Linked DNA regions of Gossypium hirsutum: region 2 is linked to region 1. Evidence: chromatin contacts called from public Hi-C data. All regions are on one chromosome and are shown on one strand. Each heading gives the region's core, a stretch centred on a gene start, on an enhancer-like site or on the middle of the called end of the contact. The rest is flanking DNA. Distances are from core to core; before and after follow the strand shown.

Region 1 (3,072 bases), core at 178-2,677:
TTGTTCCTTACCACTGATATCATTAACCTTTATTAGTAAGTAGCTGCGTTACTCGAAATTGGGTGTGAGTACCTGACATAGGTATTGAATATACTTTTTGTCATGCATACTCATATCCAGAGTCTAGAAAACATAACCCAACACATACATTTTTATTTTATTTCATAAAGAAATGTTACATACACATAAAAACCTTACATATGATGAATGTTTTTGGTTGAGAAAAACACTGTTTATGTGAAAACATTACAGATATGATAAGCACGTAAGGTATGAATCAAGAAAAGCTCGAGCTGAAAGCAGGACAAGAATTAAAGGCCGTTTCGCAAAGGTAAAGCGTTGAAAACCTTTGTGGTAAACTTGGGTTGGCTTTTTTGTTACTAGAAAATGTTTTTCCCTTCTGTAGTTGTTCTTCCTTAAGCCAAAGCTTTAGGGTATATATACCAGGTTGGTTTTTTACTTGTAGAGTTTAGCTTTTGTACATGTTATTTTGATTTGTAGAACTTTATATATAAATACTTGAAAGCTGAAAATTCGAAAAATATATCATTGTATATCGCTGTGTGCCCTTGTTCGACTTTGTAAGCTGATAGATTGTGCAGGAAAAAAAAAAGTAATTCAAATTACAATTTTTGGAGGGTTTAGACATAAAATCTGGGAAACTAGTTTTTTCTCTTTTTGGATGAGGGTATCACGGATCGAACTCGAGATTTGATTTCAACTAAGATTTTATGTCAATATACCACAATAGTTGATATGTAAAGAATTGGAAGAGAATAGGAAGAAATTAATACCTCCAATTAAATCTCCTACAAACATCCAATAGTTGCATGGTATAATCTCATCAATCCGACAGTAGTAGTTGCTATAGGTTGGAGACACCGAAGGCGTTAGTTCTAGGTACCTTGAGATTCATTCGGTATTTCTGTACTCTACTCAAATTCAGTATTGTCCACCATCAGCAGTTTAAACCTTTAAACTATTATATTTTATTATACTTTGTTCTTACGTATATTTTTTTTGGAAATACTAATAAATAAGATAAAAACAAAGAATAGGAATTTATTTGGATATGACACGTCCCTACTCAAAACGTAATAATAATTTTTAAGATAGAAACCAATAAAAAGGGGGCAGGCAACAAAAAGTGATGATAAAAGCATCATTCTTATTGTTATCAGCAATAGCAGTAGTATGTGATTAATTTTGCAGAAATATATAAGTCTGTAATGACACCACCAACATTATTTTAATAATGAGGGGTTCACTTTTAACAGAACTGTGAGCCCATCATTATAAGCACTGACGCCCATATCCTGGAGGCACTGTAACCTCAAAGAATTTGACCCTCTGCTTAGTAATAATGGTGATGGTGATGAGAAGAGGTGAAATCAGCAGTCAGCGGCAACAATCATAAGTAACAGAGAGAATATTAATGATGAAGCATGATCCCCCTATCCCTTCATAAATTACGCCCCAACGTGTGTGTGCCCCCATCGTCATCATCTCTTCCTCTAATTGGCCCAATTCTACATCAAGCCCCTCTAATATGTATTTATTTTTATAAAATTAATCCTTCTAAATCTTTTTGCTTTTGCTGTATTTTCATTTGTCTCTAATTCAATCAAATAATTTGATGATTTCGATATAATATTTATCCAATATGCATATACTACATCGCCATATGTTTAATAAGAAATAATATTATTTAATTCGAATATTATTAAAATGCATATAACTATTTTAATATCACCAAAATAAAAAATTTCAGACAATAATTAAATTTTAAATGAAAATAGCAATGAAATTCAAACAAAAATATTGAAGGTTAATGAATGCATCATTTTTTAAGGGTTGAAAATATTTAAGAACTTAAAGCTTTGATACAGATTCAATGAGGTTAGTCGAGGGACCAAAACATAATTTGAGCATTGAGAGAAAAGATAATAATTAAGATTTACTACCCCAAAAGGATAATACAAATGACGTAAACATCCAACATTATGCATGGTAACTATGGGGAAACAAATAAAATAAAATAAAAACTCTTGATTAATCCACAACTGGAGTTTCCATCTCTTTATCGATCCTTGTGTTTCCGATGGCTCCGCCAGCCACTACTAAAACGAACGGCGATGGAGCTCAAAACCATTTTACACCCTTCAATAAGGTCTGCAATTAGATTAAGCCAAGGGAATAGTGAGTAACATAAAGGAGCATGTACCTGATACATTGATTCTTGAGATTAAAAGAGTTTTTTCTAACATGTTGCCTAATTCTCAAGAGAGCTCTGATGCAAAATCTTCGTCCATCGTCCAAACAAATGGAGGCATATCGAACCTCGGCCCGGCAACAGATCTATATATGTAGAGCTTATCGACCGGGTCACTTTCTGCTCTTGAATCTGGAGGTCCCTTCTCGTCCATAACTTCGATATTCAACCTGGGCATCTTTTGACCTAGCATCTTACATGCTCCGAGACTCACAGAGCAAGAAGACATCCAAAGGGATCGCATTGTCTCCAGCTTTGCAGCGTTCGCTAATAGAGCCTTGTCCCCGAAGGGGCAGTTCATAATCTCCAGTTTCCGGAGACTTTCACACCCAGAAAGCACATGATGAAGTGCCAAATCGCTTTCTCCTGCAAAAGCCACAGACAGCATCTCTAGCTTTTTCGCATGCATCCCGATATATTCAAACACACAATCTGTGAGGAGACCAGAGAGGGAAAGGCGTCTCAGATCCTTGCAGTGCTCAACAATGGCTCCAAAACCTACATCAAGTGGCTGAAGGGTCCGGTAGTCGGCTATTTTTGGATCAAGAAGACAAAGACGAAAACGAGTGAAGTTCGGACAGTTCTGAGCAATGGTGACTAAAGCTGCATTAGACATTTGACGGCAAAAGTACAAAACCGACTGTAGCTTAGGACAACCCGAAGAAACAGCGACAAGGCCCTTTTCTGTCAAGGATACATTTGGCTCTTCCCCAAATGGATCAGATGGAAACACCCGCAATTCCTGTAGGTCCTTGCAACTAGATGCGAGCACTTCGAGTCCACTATCTTCAATGTAATCA
Region 2 (3,072 bases), core at 357-2,856, 200 kb before region 1:
CTAAGGAATTGAAATCATTCTAACACTAAAAAAATTAAGCAATCATGATTACATTAAAAGCAGAAAACTTAGTTGCAATCATATTTCTTGAATTGAACAAAAAATAAAAGATTAAAGGGAAAGAGAATTGCTAAGCTGATTCCAGTGGATTTCTATGGCACATCTCACTTTGCTCCTCCTTCTTTCTTCTCTTCTTGTCGTGACTACTAAGCTCAAATTCTCAATATTGACGAAAATTGACTGCTCTTAAAATCTTTCAATGCTCTCTTAAGTGTAGGGGTGAGCAAATTTCGATTCAACTCAAAAAAATCGAAAAAAAAGTTTGAATTTTGAATCATTCGAATCGAATTAATCAAATAAACTCGAATTTATTTTTCAAATTTTGAGTTGAATTTTTAAATTCGAATAATTCGAATAAACTAAATATCAAACATTTTACTTCCTTTCTCCCTCAAACCCCCTCTCAAAAGTCAAACCTTTTTACTTTCCCCAAAAATTTTACATCCTCAAACACCAAAAACCATTTTCCTTTTACCTTTTCCAATACTTTTACTTTCGTCTCAAAAATTTTACTTCCTCTAAACCCGTAAAACTTTTACTTCCCCTAACCTCCCAAAACTTTTTTCCTTTTGCTTTCCTCCAAAACTTTTACTTCCTCCTAAACTCCTTTTTTTTTTGAATTTATGTCTACTACTTATATTATTGAATTAAATTTCACATTTTTTTACTATTTATATTATTGAATTATTTAATCATGCTAAATCTTTATCAATTTTTGAAAAATTGAATTATTGATGATGACATAAAATATTCAGTTAAATTTTTTTGTTGGTATCAATTTCACATTTTATCTTTAAATAAATTTTATTAAAAAAACACATTTTTTATTTTAATATATTTTTTAATTTTAAAATACATGGTGACAAAAATCAAAAGATAATTGAAGCAACTAAGTAAGCAAAAAAGCTAACCCGTATATTAAAGATTAATAAAAAATTATGAGGGGGTTAAAGTTAATAATAAATTTGATTACGGTAGGCAAATTTAATTATGGTGGATGACACTAGATACAAGGACCCAAAGTTATTTTTTAATTTAACTCAAACAAATATATTCGATTCGATTTGATTTAAATTTCATCTCACTCAAATTTATTAAAAAAAAATTCAAATCGAGTTAAGATGATAAAATAATATTCGTCAACTCAATTAATTTAAATTTTTTTCATTCGATTCGATCGAACACTCACACTACTTAAGCGGAGTGAAAAATAGGAGAAAAAATGATGAATGGTGGATGATTGAGTGATTGATGAAAGACTCCTTATTTATACTAGAAACGCTCCAACATCCCCTTGCTATTTTTAGCCCCAAATCCCTTGATTTTCTCTCTAGAGGTGGCCTACCCTTGAATTAAGGAAGGTGGGTGGACGGTCACGCTATTTTGGGAAGGATGTGATTGATTTGTGCTTGATTCAAGGGAAGAGTTGCTTGATTCCCTCATGGTTGATTGGTGGTTGAAAGTTTTCATGGACAGTTTGGGCTCATTCCTTCCTAGTGGACGATTTGGGCTCTTTCAATTTTGTTGGGCTATCCAGTTTTGTTGACCCACTTAAGAGCTGGGTCAAGAGGAATTCTGAAGTCCAATTATTATAATTGGGGCATCCAAGGATAATAATATATCAGCCCACATCGTGTAGGTCCTTTGCTACAGAGACGTTGCAGCGTTAGGCATCAAAGTGTGCATTTCAATCCCTTTCCTCTTCTGAGTTTATTAGGCACTTTTAGGGCTGAAAATTAATTTTAGCATATAAATTAACAAAAATGAATTATTTCAAATAAATTTAACAATAAATAGAAATTTAAACAATTACTGTAGAATTTGTTATTAAACACCCCGAACTTGAATGAATTAGAAAGTAAAAACATCTTAAAATAACTATATTTTGCAGTTATCATGTAAGAGGTGAAATACACGAATTTTGTTTGATGTGTGAAAGTTGTCAGTAAGATAGTAGAATAGAAATTATGTGAATTGTCTATAGGCGCAATAATGTGAGGCAAGTTAACGTACAGTTTCTATGCATACAGCTCTATAATTCCGAGAGCATTCTAATTATAGCTGTTTATTCTTTGTGTAGAAAGTGCAACATGAGTTGTTGGTCGTATACGTTAACCAACTACTTGAAAAGGAGGATTCAGGGATCAAGGTTTTGTTTAGAGATGACAAGGTAAATTTTGCTCAACCTCGTCTCTTTGCAAGAAATGTTTACTCTTCTCGCTGTTTATTTCGGTAACTGTGTAGACCAGGAAATTATTTGGCTTACTTTATGCTCTGTAGGTGGATGATCTTTCTAGGACGTACAGGGTTTATAATAAAATATCTCAAGGCCTGGATCTTGTTGCTAATGTATTCAAGCAGGTATGAATTTCTGTTTACTTGTTCTGCAAGCTAAATGACCGTCTTTTCATGTTACTTTACAGCTTTACTGACTCTTTCTGAGTTTTTTTTTTCTTCTTTTGCAGCATGTTACTATTGAGGGTACAGCCTTTGTTCAACAGGCAGAAGAGGCTACAAGTTACCAGGTTAATTTGTTGTTGCCCTTCTCTTATAGTTACAAGTATAATTGCTGGATACAGTTACTGATGTCGTTTTGTACTAAGGATTACTGAAGATTTGTATTCTTGTGAGGGTATCAAATCTATTCTTTTGTACTAACATAATGAGTGCAAAACAGCAAGAGTAATGTTTACGCATAAATCTGGCTCTTTTTTTTTTATCTATTATTTTGTTTATGCACCTGAGTGAAAAATGGATGATACATAATTTATTGTTTTGACTACTCAACGTGCCCATTTCTAAATGCTGATAGTCAATCATTTTCACAGGCCTCAAATACTCCTGGTGGGCACGAACAGGAAAAATTTCCAACTTTTAAGCTATGGATACTCATGCATTCACTTCAGATGTTGAAAATTAATATTGTTGTCATCATCATCAGGTCCTTGTAAAGAATATACTTGAGCTGCATGATAACTATATGACATATCTGAACAGCTGCTTTCAAAATCA

The links. A called contact is a pair of places that touch in the nucleus more often than the background predicts.
Region 2: a Hi-C map of leaf shows a contact between it and region 1, with 4 times the contacts expected there. The contact joins two enhancer-like sites. A contact is called at or near these places in 6 of 34 Hi-C or Micro-C datasets (anther, hypocotyl, leaf and 1 more).

The regions. Positions count from the first base shown.
Region 1 is chrD08:45,717,351-45,720,422 of Gossypium_hirsutum_v2.1, reverse strand. LOC121220114 (protein TRANSPORT INHIBITOR RESPONSE 1) reads right to left here. Exons shown (of 3, transcript XM_041099302.1): 3 at 1,932-3,072. The coding sequence ends at 2,280. LOC121220115 (zinc finger protein CONSTANS-LIKE 13) reads left to right here. Exons shown (of 4, transcript XM_041099304.1): 4 at 253-554. The coding sequence ends at 343. Among protein-coding and RNA genes, the nearest start is that of LOC121220114, 3.8 kb to the right of the region's middle. Within about 2 kb of position 1,427, at least 6 of the 9 cell types and tissues checked have an H3K27ac peak or open chromatin away from gene starts, as enhancers often do. A contact at or near this core is called in hypocotyl and leaf, where this site is marked.
Region 2 is chrD08:45,921,720-45,924,791 of Gossypium_hirsutum_v2.1, reverse strand. LOC107915213 (cullin-1) reads left to right here. Exons shown (of 19, transcript XM_041098196.1): 7 at 2,141-2,230; 8 at 2,341-2,421; 9 at 2,526-2,585; 10 at 2,889-2,915; 11 at 2,999-3,072. Among protein-coding and RNA genes, the nearest start is that of LOC107910210, 3.4 kb to the left of the region's middle. Within about 2 kb of position 1,606, at least 3 of the 9 cell types and tissues checked have an H3K27ac peak or open chromatin away from gene starts, as enhancers often do. A contact at or near this core is called in hypocotyl and leaf, where this site is marked.